2 separate regions of the Pan troglodytes genome follow, and region 2 is linked to region 1. The links are chromatin contacts, called in public HiChIP or PLAC-seq maps. All regions are on one chromosome and are shown on one strand. The core of a region is the stretch at or near the end of the contact, and the rest is flanking DNA. Distances in the headings are between cores, read along the strand shown.

Region 1 (6,650 bases), core at 1,769-4,268:
CTCAGTGAAGGCCTCGTCTCTGGAATCTCTTCTTTGGGGAAAAAACGACATGAGCCTGCCACAGAGCCTGTTTATGAAACAAATCAGAGAGCTATTTTGAGCAATTACCCCCAGCAATCACGACAGCATAACTTGTGTAGTTGGAACTAGGTCACCAAGTAATCTCACCAGCGCCAGAAGAAATTCATCTGGGAAGGACACTAGCTCGGGGAGATGAGATAGGATAGGCCCTGGCCTCTTGTCAAGATATCCACATTTCAAGGGACAACTGAAGACACAACAGAGACAGGGGCTCACTATGCATTTCCTTTTAAAATTGGCAATAATCTGGCCACAGAATCAAGGTAAAGTTACTGAATCCTCTGGTTCTTGGTTCGGCATGATTGTAGCTGCTGGTGGTTGTCATGGAAACCAGCAGAGGCGTTAGATCTTAGCTCTGACACTCAGGAGAATCTGAACTTATTCGGTTATGAGCTTTTTTTTTTCTTTCTTTTTTTCTTTTTTTTTTTTTTTTAAATAGAAATTGTCTTGAACCTGGATAAACAGGCCTCAAAGTTTTTCCTCCGCCTGGCTTGGATATGTTTCTGTTTCTGCTTTCTGGCTACACAGAATCTAACGACGCATCAAGAATCGGCCCTGGTGCTCTGTAAGATGTTTTGTTGGGTCTCTTTTCAGTTGCCAGAGACAGAGACCTAAATCGACCTACGTTAGGTAAGAAAAAATAAAAAGATTCATTATTGAGTAAATTATCAATGTGATATTGAATACCCTTTTTTTACTTTTTAATTTTTTCATTTAATTCTAATTTTAAAATTTACTTTTTCATTTTACTTTTTTTCCCCCACAATATAGGTGGAAAGACTGAAACTGGTCTGAAAATATTTGGAAACACAAAGACGGCCTTGGGCTGGGCGTGGTGGCTCATGCCTGTAATTCCAGCACTTTGGGAGGCTGAGGCAGGAGGATCACTTGAGCCCAGGAGTTGGAGACCAGCCTGGGTAACAAAGGGAGACTCCTTCTCCACCAAAAATTAAAAAATAAGCCAGGTGCGGTGGTACACGCCTATAGTCCCAGCTACTCAGGAGGCTGAGGTGGGAGGATCACTTGAGTCCAGGAAGTTGAGGTTGCAGTAAACTATGATCACACCACTGCACTCCAGTCTGAGTGACAGTGAGACCCCATCTCTAAAAAAATTTAAAAAATTAGCTAGGCATGGTGGCACGTGCCTGTAGGCCCGGCTACTTGGGAGGCTGAGGCAGGAGGATCACTTGACCCAGGAGGTTGAGGCTGCAGTGAGCTGTGATTGTGCCACTGCACTCCAGCTTGGGTGACAGAGGCAGATCCTGTCTCATTAAAAGGGTGGGAGATGACATTAGGAGTCTCTCTCTGTTTTGCCATCTCTCATCTTCGAGTCCATCACACTCTTGCTCTGTCGCCCAGGCTGGAGTGCCGTGGCATGCTCACTGCAACCTCCGCCTCTCGGGCTCAAGCCATCTGTCCACCTCAACCTCCTGAGAAGCTGGGACTACAGGCATGCACTACCACGCTTGGCTAATTTTTCATATATTTTGTAGAGATAGGACTTCACCGTGTTGCCCAGGGTGGTCTCAAATACCTGGGCTCAAGCAATCTGCCCGCCTCAGCCTCCCAAAGTGCTAGGATTATAGGCATGAGCCACGGTGCCCAGCCCCATCAGACTCTAAGCCTCCCCCTGGGCAAGGGATGGAGCAGGCAGTTCTGAAGTCACATCCTCATACTCTTTCTGCTTTAGTTTAAGGGAGAGAAGTTGGCTTCGAGGGTGAAAAAAAAATCCCAGGTGGGTTCTGATTGCCTCAGCTGGGAACAGGTGCCTGCGCCAGGGCCGGCTGCCACGTGTGAGGTGGGACCCGAGTCCTCCGCCCTCTGAGACAGCAAGGTGTTGGAAAGGATCTAAAACACGAATTCCATCTCACGTGTGTATATAGACGGCAGCTCCATTTGTTGTTCCTTCTAGGGGGTCCATACTTGTATCAGTCTGAGTCCAGTCCGGAGAGAGAAATCACATAGTAATTTGAACAGAGAAAATTCAATATAAAGAATTATTTACTAGAGCAAGGGATTACAGCCATGAGGGGCTGGCTAGTAACAAAGAAAGAAAAGTCCAGTGAACCAGCCCCAGGACTGAGAGAGCCCCCACCCCGGCCCCAGGCGGAGATCCAGACCTGTGCAGCTGTGACTCTGAATGGCAGAGAAGTTGTTGTGGTGCCCTGTGGCAAATCCTTCTGGAAGTCGGCCCTCCGAGGTGCCAGGTGTCTTGATTGCTAGAGGCATGCTGCTATAAAACGGCACCGGGGCTGGCGGGCGCCGGGCTGAGCAGGGAGGTTCCGTCTCCTGGGAAACGGCACCAGGGCTGGCGGGCGCCGGGCTGGGCAGGGAGGTTCCGTCTCCTGGGTGCTGCTGGCTGCAGTTCCTGTAGGAGTGGGGCACTGGGGGAACCACCCAGTGAGCACCCTGGAACCCAGAAGCAAGTCAACCTCTTTTCCTTCTCCAGTGTCTCTCTATCACCCTCTACTGGCAAGATTTCAGTGCTAGCTAGCCCGGGAAAAAATATTTAAAGGTCCAGATCCATTTTCACAGAGTAGTCCAAAAGGGGGAATTTGGAGCTGAGAGTCCAAGATGGAAAAACTGGTCTGGGCGTGGCAGCTCACGCCTGTAATCCCAGCACTTTGGGAGGCCAAGGCAGGAGAATCACTTGCACCCAGGAGTTAGAGACCAGCCTGGGCAACATAGTGAGATGTCTCTATGAAAAATAAAAATTAAGAAAATTGCCAGTCCTGGTGGTACATGCCTGTAGTCCCAGCTACTTGAGAGGCTGAGGCAAGAGGATAGCTTCAGCCCAGGAGTTGGAGGCTGCAGTGAGCTATGGTAGCGCCACTGCACGCCAGCGTCTGGCCAACAGAGCAAGACCTTGTTGCAAAAAAATTGTATATATATATATATGATGCATAATATCTCAGATTACTCTCTGTTGGGGAAATATTCAGATTTTAGAAGCCATAAAGCAATGAAATAGATATTTAGCATCAACTATGTGTTATGTTTAGATTTGAATCTAACAGAAATTAGGCACTGTAGATCCTTGTTTAGCAGTGTGATAGGATGAGAGCAAGTCTACCACATGAAGCTTCCTTTTAGATGCTTAAAATCACAGGGTAGGAAGGCTTGCTTCCTCTCCAGTTATTAAAGAAATTAAATTTAAAATTATATCATGTACCATTTTACACCTACCGGCATAAATGAAGATGATAATGAACCCAGGGCTGGTCAAGTATTGGATACAGACATGTGTAAACATCACTGGTGTCACCAGTTTATTACAGGGGTTCAGTCTTTTTGAAGGAAAATAATAAAACAAGAGCCTTAAAACAATCTTACCCCTTATTCAGTAATCCAAAAACCTCTGAATGTATTTCTAAGTAAAAAGTTCAAGGCCAGGTGCAGTGGCTCATGCCTGTAATCCCAGCAATTTGGGAGGCGGAGGTGGAAGGATCGCGTGAGCCCAGGAGTTTGAGATCAGCCTGAGCAACATAGGGAGACCCTGTCTCTACAAAAATTTTAAAAAATTAGCCAGACGTGGGGGCGTGCAGCTATGGTCCCAGCTACTTGGTAGGCTGAGGTGGGAGAATCACCTGAGTCCAAGAGTTTTAGGCTGCAGTGAGCTATGATCACACCACTGCCCTCCAACCTGGGCAACAGAACAAGACTCTGTGTCTAAAATCATAATAATAATAATAGTTCAAAACAAAGGTCTATCTGTACAATAATATTTACAGTAGTATTCATTTATTATAGAGAGAAAGGTAGAAAACCCAAATGTCTAATGAATAAAGAAAGGTTACAGCCAGACTCAGTGGCTCATATCTGTCATCCCAGCGCTTTGGGAGGCTAAGGCGGGCGAATGGCTTGAGCCCAGGAGTTTGAGACCAGCCTGGGAAACATGGAGAAACCTGTCTTTACAAAAACTACAAAAATGAGCCAGGCATAGTGGCATGCGCCTATAGTCCCAGCTACTCAAGAGGCTGAGGTGGGGGGATTGCCTCAGCCCAGGAGATTGAGGCAGCAGTGAGCTGTGATCTCGCTGCTGCTCTTCAGCCTGGGCAACAGAGTGAGACCCTCTCTTAAAAAAAGAAAAAAGGAATATGAGGATGAAATTAGGCAAAGTGAAGAAAATAGCAAAAAAAAAAAGTTTACATACTATGATTATAACTATGGGGAAGAAACTTTATACACAGGTTACATGAATATACTAAAAACCACAGAATTGTTCACCAAGTTTTTGAATTTTATGGTATATGAATTATATCTCAAATGTAAAAAAAGAAAAAACACTAACTGAGGCCACAGGGATATGTAAAACATTTCTGTGGTAAAGGAGGGAGATGTTTTGCTTATGTGTTCCTCCAAAGTTGTTTAAATCTGAAGTTTTAAGTTAAAGGTTTGATTCTGCAGTCTCTGTCCTACTTTTTTGTAGTAGGCCAAAGTTGTTCCCTCACCACACAGCCCTCAACGGGGCTCACTCTCCTTTTTTTTTTTTTTTTTTTGAGATGGAGTCCCACTCTGTCTCCCAGGCTGGGGTGCAGTGGCGTGATCTCGGCTCACTGTAGCCTCCGCCTCCTGGGTTCAAACGATTCTTCTGGCTCAGCTTCCTGAGTAGCTGGGATTACAGGTGCCCGCCACCACGCTCGGCTAATTTTTGTATTTTTAGTAAAGACGGGGTTTCACCATATTGACCAGGCTGGTCTTGAACTCCTGACCTCGGGATCTGCCTGCCTCGGCCTCCCAAAGTGCTGGAATTACAGGCGTGAGCCACCATGCTCGGACGCTCGCTCTGCTTCTGAGGGGTCTTCTACTCCCACGAGTAGACAGGTCAGGCTGCAAATACCCAGCCGCCATCACACTGGTGGGAAATGTCCCCTGAGCCGGAGTCAGGGACTCAGAGGGGCAATGGTGCTTCCGACCGCTGAGGGTTCATTTCCTTCAGGGGACTGTCCATCGGGGGCGGTGTGGCGCCTGGAGCTCACACGTGTGCAGAGCCTCAGCCACTGCTCTGAGAACTCAGCAGTCAGAGTTCTATACACAAGGGGCTTAAGGGCTGCAGTCTAATTGGACGGGGGAGATGCAAGTGCCAAGAAAACATGGTGCTTGGACTTAGATTGCATACTCATTCAGGGTGGCTTTGGAGAATGCCCGTAACAGTTATGAAGATAGAGGCAAAAGCTTCCACAAGCGACCACATGGTGATGCCAACCAAATAAGGTAAATGTCATGACTATCGTCCACATCTCATACCAGCAAACAGGCTTTGTGTGAGCAACAAGGCTGTTTATTTCACCGGGGTGCAGGTGGGCTGAGTCTGAAAAAGGAGTCAGCAAAGGATGGTGGGATTATCATTAGTTCTTATAGGTTTGGGATGGGCGTACAAAGTACATTGTCAAGGGCGGGGGAGAATATATCGTATTAGTTAGGGTGGGGCAGGAACAAATCCCAATGGTGGAATGTCGTCAGTTAAGGCTATTTTCACTGCTTTTGTGGATCTTCAGTTGCTTCAGGCCATCTGGATGTGTACATGCAGGTCACAGGGGATACGATGGCTTAGCTTGGGCTCAGAGGCCTGACAACACATGAGGAAATGGAGCTTAGAGAGGTTGAGTGACTTGCCCAAGGTCACATAGCTGGCCCAAGATGGAGCTGGGCATGAGCTTACTCCCTGGGATGATGGCGCCCATGCTTTGTGGCATCAGCATTACTGCAGCACAGCTTACATGTCTTACCAAAATGCTTCCTCTTTAGGAGGTGGGGTTGTGACCTGGACAAGGACACATTCTTCCCAAATCAATGACTGCAACACTTAACACTTCTCATGTAATTGGAAACCAATGAATATTGTTTGGGCAGGGCGCGGTGGCTCATGCCTGTAATCCCAGCACTTTGGGAGGCCGAGATGGGCGGATCACGAGGTCAGGAGATCGAGACCATCCTGGCTAACACGGTGAAACCCCATTTACACTAAAAATACAAAAAATTAGCCAGGCGTGGTGGCAGGCGCCTGTAGTCCCAGCTACTTGGGAGGCTGAGGCAGAAGAATGGCGTGAACCCAGGAGGCGGAGCTTGCAGTGAGCCCAGACTGTGCCACTGCACTCCAGCCTGGGTGACAGGGCGAGACTCCGTCTCAAAAAAAACAAAAAAAACAAAAAACAAAAAAGAATATTGTTTGAATGGATGAATAAATGAATATCAAGTAAATAAAAGAGGCAAAGCCATCATAGCAGTCTTTTTAAAAAAAAACTGTATTTTCTGGGGATACTTAAATACAATTCCCAGAAAATACAGTTATCCTATTAATTCTAGTAACTCTCCTTGTCTCTTGGGTATGTGAACATAGATTATGTGTGAATATACACACGTGTGTGCTCTGTCTACTTCTGGCCAATGTTAAGCTTACCTAGATTACTTAATGTAGAGTGGATATAATAGAATGGATATATTCATAGCTGCTAGATTTAGGAAGGCAGTATTATTTTAACAGGCTACTAGCTTGCTTCTTTAGCAGTTACAATTCTATAACTGTATGATTGTTCCTTTTCTTTTTCTTCTTCTTTTTTTTTAAATTT
Region 2 (6,650 bases), core at 1,328-3,827, 190 kb after region 1:
CCATCAGGACTAAGAGGGAAGTTGGGAGATACCCCCACAGCAGCATGGGCACCTGCATCTGGCCCCCTTGGTGGCCAATGACGGGCATGCCTAGAAGGAGCCAGGGTGGCACCCCACCAGCTGCCCCGCAATCCCAGACACCTTGGAAAATGCTGTTCAATGAGGAAGCCGGTCCCGTCAAGGCCATGAGAGAGAAAGGTGAGCATGGCATCCCTGCAGCCCAGCCAGCCAGTAGCATGCCCTGGGTCCTTGGTCCCAACCTGTGGAACAGTGTCCCCCTCCCAGGGCACAATTCGCAGGCCAAGAGGGGCCTGGCCTAGACCCCAGCCCTGGGAAGAGCGGGGAACCAGGGGTGTGGTGGGCTCCCAGCTGCAGTCAGCATGGCCATGCAGGGGGCCCTGGTACCACGGAGCTCTGCACTGTCACAATTCACCTCGCGGGGGCCGGCGAGATCCCGAAGCCTTGCAGCAACTGCTGCAGCCACAGCAGGCGCCACCACCACGTGCCTTCCAGCCGCCAGTGCAGGGTTTCCCGACAGCAGGGTGTCCTGCAGCCCTCGCCTCAGCGGCTCAGATGCTGAAGGTATCTGTGGTTCATGTTTCTAGTGCTCCCACCAAAGAGAATCACTACGGAGGATGCTCTTGGTCCTGAGGTGAGCAAAACAGCACGCCCTGTGAATGGAGCCGGCTTCTTTCCTGGCCACCATGCTTGCTGGATGGGCCCATGGAGCAAGTGGCCTTGAGACGGGCATGGGAACAGAAGAGGCTCAGCATCCTGCACGTGCCCTTACCGAGGCTCACCAGGCTGACACCACTGCTGAGCGCCCCTCCGTGGATGAGACACTTGCACCCAATCTCTGGGTTGGCACCATTTCCCAGGAGGACCAGCTGGCCACCTGCTGGCAGGCTAATCACACTGCGGAGGGGGCTGAGATTGGCTTTCACTGCACCAAGCCACAATGTGGACATGGATTTGCCAGCCCTGCAGTGCACACAGCACTGCTTCTGACCAGGACACCCCATTCACAGCTGGGGATGTGCAGCATTGCGCTCCCACCTCAGGGCCTTGGCTCTGCCACCTCGACTTGGAATGTTCTCAGCTCCCTCCAGGCTTCTAGAAGCATCTGGGACACAGCTCATGGCTGGATAAGCACCCGAGGCCCCACAACCCAAACAAGCTTCCCATCCTCATTTTATTTTTTGTCAAACTTATGAAAATTTATTAAGATATGACTTACATCCCTGGTAAGTGCACAGCTTAAAAGATATTCACAGATGGAACACACCAGCCCTAGATCACAAAGCCAACCATGCCCAGCCCCTCCCAGCACCCCCAGCCCTGAAACCAGTGTTCTGACTTCTGACGGCACCACGAGCCTGCCTTTTGTACTTTACACTCATGGAAACATAACCACCTTCATGTTTTAAAATAAATGTTTACTTTTGAAATGACTTTAGATACACAGAAAAATTGAAAGGCACTATAGTGTACTCCTACACCTTCCATCCAGCTGCCCTTAATAATGACATTTTGCATTACCATGGCACGTTAGTCCAAACTAAGAAATTTAGGCCGGGTGGGCTGGGCGCGGTGGCTCACGCCTGTAATCCCAGCACTTTGGGAGGCCGAGGCGGGCGGATCACAAGGTTAGATCAAGACCATCCTGGCTAACACGGTGAAACCTCGTCTCTACTAAAAATACAAAAATTAGCCGGGCGTGGTGGCAGGCGCCTGTAGTCCCAGCTACTCAAGAGGCTGAGGCAGGAGAATCGCTTGAACCCGGGAGGCAGAGGTTGCAGTGAGCCAATATCGTACCACTGCATTCCAGCCTGGGCGAGAATGAGACTCCGTCTCAAAAAACAAAACAAAACAAAACAAAACCCCCAAAAACAAAAAAGAAAATTAGGCTGGGTGTGGTGGCTCACACCTGTAATTCCAGCAATTCGAGAGGTCAAGGCAGGAGGTTCAGGTTCACTTGAGGCCAGGAGTTTGCGACTAGCCTGGGCGACATAGGTAGACTGTCTCTGGAGGAAAGTAAAAAACATTAGCCAGGCATGGTGGCGTGTGCCTATAGTCCCATCTAGTCAGGAGGCCCAGGCGGGAGGATTGCACATGCCTGTAGTCCCAGCTACTCGGGAGGCTGAGGCAGGAGAATCGCTTGAACCCGGAGGTCGGAGGTTGCAGTGAGCCGAGATCTCGCCACTGCACTCCAGCCTGGGCGACAGAGCAAGACTCCGTCCTAAAACAAAAAAAAGTTACAGTGCAAAGTACTAGTTGTGATGTCATGATGCCTGCAACTTTGAAATAGTTTAACGACAATACGTGCATACATAGCTACAGGTGGGGAGAGAGTGACGAGCAGAAATGGCAAAGTGCTAGGTTGTCTGATTTAGGCGGAGGTATACAGGTGTTCACTGCACTGTTTTCAACTGTTCCGTATGCGTTAAAATGATCGTAATACAATGTTAGAGGGGGAAAAAAACCCCGCCTGTCTTCTGCGCAGTCGCCATGGGCACGAGCCGCACGCGGAGCCTTACGACTACCTTCAGGTCCCACACACGCCACTCCAGCCGTCCCTCCAGACTCCATCTGCGCATGCTCATGCCCCATCGCGCCCGCCCCGCCCCTCGGGCGTACGTGTGCGCGCAGGGCGCAGGCGCGCGGGTCCCGGCAGCCCGTGAGACGCCCGCTGCTGGACGCGGGTAGCCGTCTGAGGTGCCGGAGCTGCGGGAGGATGGAGCCGCTGAAGGTGGAAAAGTTCGCAACCGCCAACAGGGGAAACGGGCTGCGCGCCGTGACCCCGCTGCGCCCCGGAGAGCTGCTCTTCCGCTCGGATCCCTTGGCGTACACGGTGTGCAAGGGCAGTCGTGGCGTGGTCTGCGACCGCTGCCTTCTCGGGTGCGTATGGAGCGCCCTCGCCCACCTGAGTCGCGAGCTGTGTGGGGTGCTGGGGGGGGCGTCGGGCGGGCGGCAGCCGCGGGACTCCGGCTGGATGGGGCTGCACAGGCAGCTTGGCGGTGCTGCCCCTGACGCGCGTGTGCCCGGGGGCGGGTCGCTGCTGACAGGCCCCGCCCGGACACCCCCCTAGGTTGCCGCAGCGAGGTTGGGGAGGGGGCCCAGGCTCAGCCACTGCCCCCCAACCTGGGCTGCGGTGGAAATGGGAAAGCCATTGGGCAGACTTAAGGGGGAAGCGTCGTGCCGGGGGTAATTTTGCTGGGAAACGAAAAGTCTGTGTGCTGGACAGTCTTCCTTGGTGCGGCTGTGGAAATCACAGGTGGCGGGCGTGGGGCTGGGTGGGAGCTGGGATGAGTATAAATCAGGCTCCCCCGCAGAGGCCCCGCCGGTAAAGCATCAGGCTTGCAGGAGGTGGAAGAATCTTGATGTTTACAGTGCACCTCTGTGGTCTGGGTTGTGTGTGGCCTGGGGATACGAAGATGAACGGGACCGCCTCAAGGAGCTGATCAAGTGAGAGAGAGAATTACAGTGTACCAGAGGGGCTGGAATAGAGGGGCAATTAATGTGCTGTGGGAGCATCAGACACGGGTCCCCCGTGTGCTGTGCCATTTAATGGCTGTGCAGGCATGTCTAACTCTTAACCACCATTCTAGATGCAGGGATTCACGTGAAGGTGTTTTGGAAGCCTGGACGCGCTGTGCAGGTGTAAAGTGCTATGTGAAAGCAATTTATGGAAATGTGTAACATACATGAATAATAGGAACTGCATTCAGTCAACAAATATTATTGAGCTTCTGTGTGCGAGGAAGAAGAGTTCTATTTTGAGATGAGTGCGATGATTTTGTGCATGGCCGCTTTTCAGACCTGCCAGTCTGAGATTTAGGTGGGTGGAGGTGGGACGGTAAGTGCAAAACTCGTATCTGTAATTTGACCATTGTTCTTACTTTGTTCTCATTTGATTCATAATTCAGGAATATGACTTTGCATTTTAGAGCTACCAAATAATAATTTTGTCTGTTGCTTTCTGAAGTAATGATAACAGCGAAAACATCTGTTCGGGAGAGAGCAGCATCTTGAAGTTTTTGTAAACTGTGTGGTTGAAAACAATTCGTTCCTTTCAAGATAGTTCTTGGAACAGAAAAGTTTTGGAATGAATAAATGGTGACAAATTGGCAATTGAATCATTAGAGCTGAAGTTGAGTCTTGTGACACACGGAATTGTGCATTTCCAAAATTAGCTACACAAACCCTTTGTGGGTGGGATGCTTGTTGATTTACCATACTATTTCGTTAGTCTCATTCATTTTTCCTGTTTGCAGTAACTGTGGGGATTTAAGCAAAAAAGGAATTTAATGAAAGAGTTTTGGGGGAGTTCTCAGTGTTGCTTTAAAGTCTGCCAAGACTTGACTGGGCATCGGCTGAAACCAAGTTAGGATTGCACTGCAAAAGTAGTTGGGGCTGGGATCTGGGGTGTATATCACTTCTGTCGCCTGATAATATTGGATTCTGCAGTAGATACCACGAACACCATAGACACTGGACCCTGGTGCTGCTGCTGCTGCTGCTCCTTGGGAAACTCACTGTTGCTGGAGAATGATTCTCTCAACCATTCTTCTTTGTGATACTGGCTTTTATTCAAAGTCCTCAGTGAGTGTCTTGGATTGGCTAAACTTAGGTCACTGCCTGCACCCCTAGCTGCGAGGGAGGTTGAGACGGTATTTAGCCTTTTTGGCTTTTAAGATAGAAGGCAGGCTCACTCTACTTCCCACCGATAGTTATCCAGTGGGGAAATCAGCAAACATAAACATAGAAAAAGGGATATAAGTAAATGCTAAGCATCTAAACAAAACAAGCTAAACAGATTCTTCATAATGACTGACAAATACTTACTAGTATTTTACACAGACACAAAATATTTGCACTTACTTTGGATTGCCAGGATACACAGTTCACTTGTGTTGTGGTAGTAGTTGCTCTGTTTGAACACTCCCATTTCAGTGGTTATAGTGTTCCAAAGAGCCTGGTTGGGAATCACTGCAACCTGAAAATAGTGTTAGGGAAATGTTAGTGCATTGTTTGATGCAGTTTTCTGCCACTGTTGAATGCCTGTCCTTGAGGGATAAGTTTCTGTATTATTTGTCATCTTGTAAGTAAAATTTGTTTCTCTTTATTCACTGTCCATTGTGAAGTCTTTAAGAATAGTGCATCTTTCAATTTTTGTAGCCCCAGTGTCTAACACATAGTAAGCCCTTAGTATGAATGTCTGGCAGAATTTTCCTCCTAACTGTCCCTGTCCTTCTGCTGCCTTCCATCTGAATTAAGTATGGAATGAAAATGTTAGTTTGTAGCAATTAACAGTTACATGGGAAAGGAAAAATCAAAATAGAATTAAAAAAACAGATATTGATGATAATTACAGTCATGCACTGCATAACGACATTTTGGTCAGCGAAAGACCAGATACATGACAGTGGCCCTGTATGATTATATCATTTTTTAACTGTACTTTTTCTGTGTTTAGGTACATTTAGATACACAAATACTTACCATTGTTTTATAGTTACCTACAGTATTCAGTACAGTAACATGCGGTACAGGTTTATAGCCTCAGAGCAGTAGGCAGTACAGACAATACCTGCTAGCCTAGGTGTGTAGCAGGCTGTATGCACAGTCTAGGTTTGTGCGAGGATACACCATGATGTTCCTACAACAATGAAATCACCTCATGATGTCCTTAAGGGATGCACAACTCTACTTCCTTAGGCTCCAGAAATAATGGTTACCAAGTTTTACATGATTTCCTTTGCTCCAGAGCTGTTTTGATTAGTAGCTTTAGTTCTGTATACTTGTTTTTGTTAATGGAGAAAGGTGAACCTGCTTCATGGCTTATCTTACCTTTTTCCTCTCATTAAGGAATGGCTTCTGGTTTTTCCATGTTGTGCCTGGAAAAGAAAATGAAGTATGTAAGTTGTAGAAAGAGTAAATGGCAATGAAATTATAATCTGAAATCACTTTTTTTTTTTTTTAAGATGGAGTTTTGCTCTTGTTGCCCAGGCTGGAGTGCAATGGTGTGATCTTGGCTCACCGCAACCTCCGCCTCCCAGGTTCAAGCGATTCTCCTGCCTCAGCCTCCTTAATAGCTTGGATTACAGACCACGCCTGGCTAATTTTTGTATTTTTAGTAGAGATGGGGTTTCACCATGTTAGTCAGGCTGGTCTCAAACTCCTGACCTCAGGTGATCTACCCGCCTCAGCCTCCCTAAGTGCTGGGATTACAGGCGTGAGCCGCTATCCCCGGCCTGAAATCACTTATATTGTCCTTCTGCCGTTGCATGCATTTTTAATTTGACGGAGGTAGAACAGGTTGGTTGACAATTGGGTATGAGTTATGTGTATTTCCTGTTTGCTTTGGTGAGTGCAGCACATAAAATTCCATTGTTATGATTGTATTTGTAAACCTTCTCACTCCCTAGTGTAGTGCTCTAAGTCTGATCTTTTTTATATCCCCAGGGCCTACCACATGGGAGATGTTAATCATTCAAGGATTAATATTTTGGGGAACTTGAAGTCGCTGTATGTTTGTCTTTGGTTTTCTCAAGTTCCAAGTTACCTGCAGCTTCCATATCAAGAGTTACTTCTGGCAAACTCTAATGACAGTTTCTTCTGTAGGGTAAAGAGAATAGCTCATCTGGCAT

Evidence for each region. HiChIP or PLAC-seq counts read pairs in DNA pulled down with a chosen protein or histone mark.
Region 2: an H3K4me3 HiChIP or PLAC-seq map of stem cell-derived excitatory neurons shows a contact between it and region 1, with 5 times the contacts expected there. The contact joins the promoter of SMYD3 here to the promoter of LOC104004823 in region 1. A contact is called at or near these places in 1 of 7 Hi-C or Micro-C datasets (stem cell-derived neural progenitor cells) and 1 of 1 datasets of contacts at active chromatin or transcription factors (stem cell-derived excitatory neurons).

The regions. Positions count from the first base shown.
Region 1 is chr1:2,434,570-2,441,219 of NHGRI_mPanTro3-v2.0_pri, forward strand. It overlaps LOC104004823, which reads right to left and starts at 3,019. Exons shown (of 3, transcript XM_063789995.1): 1 at 1,953-3,019; 2 at 169-702; 3 at 1-67.
Region 2 is chr1:2,621,269-2,627,918 of NHGRI_mPanTro3-v2.0_pri, forward strand. SMYD3 (SET and MYND domain containing 3) reads left to right here and starts at 2,578. Exons shown (of 12, transcript XM_514316.9): 1 at 2,578-2,898. The coding sequence starts at 2,735.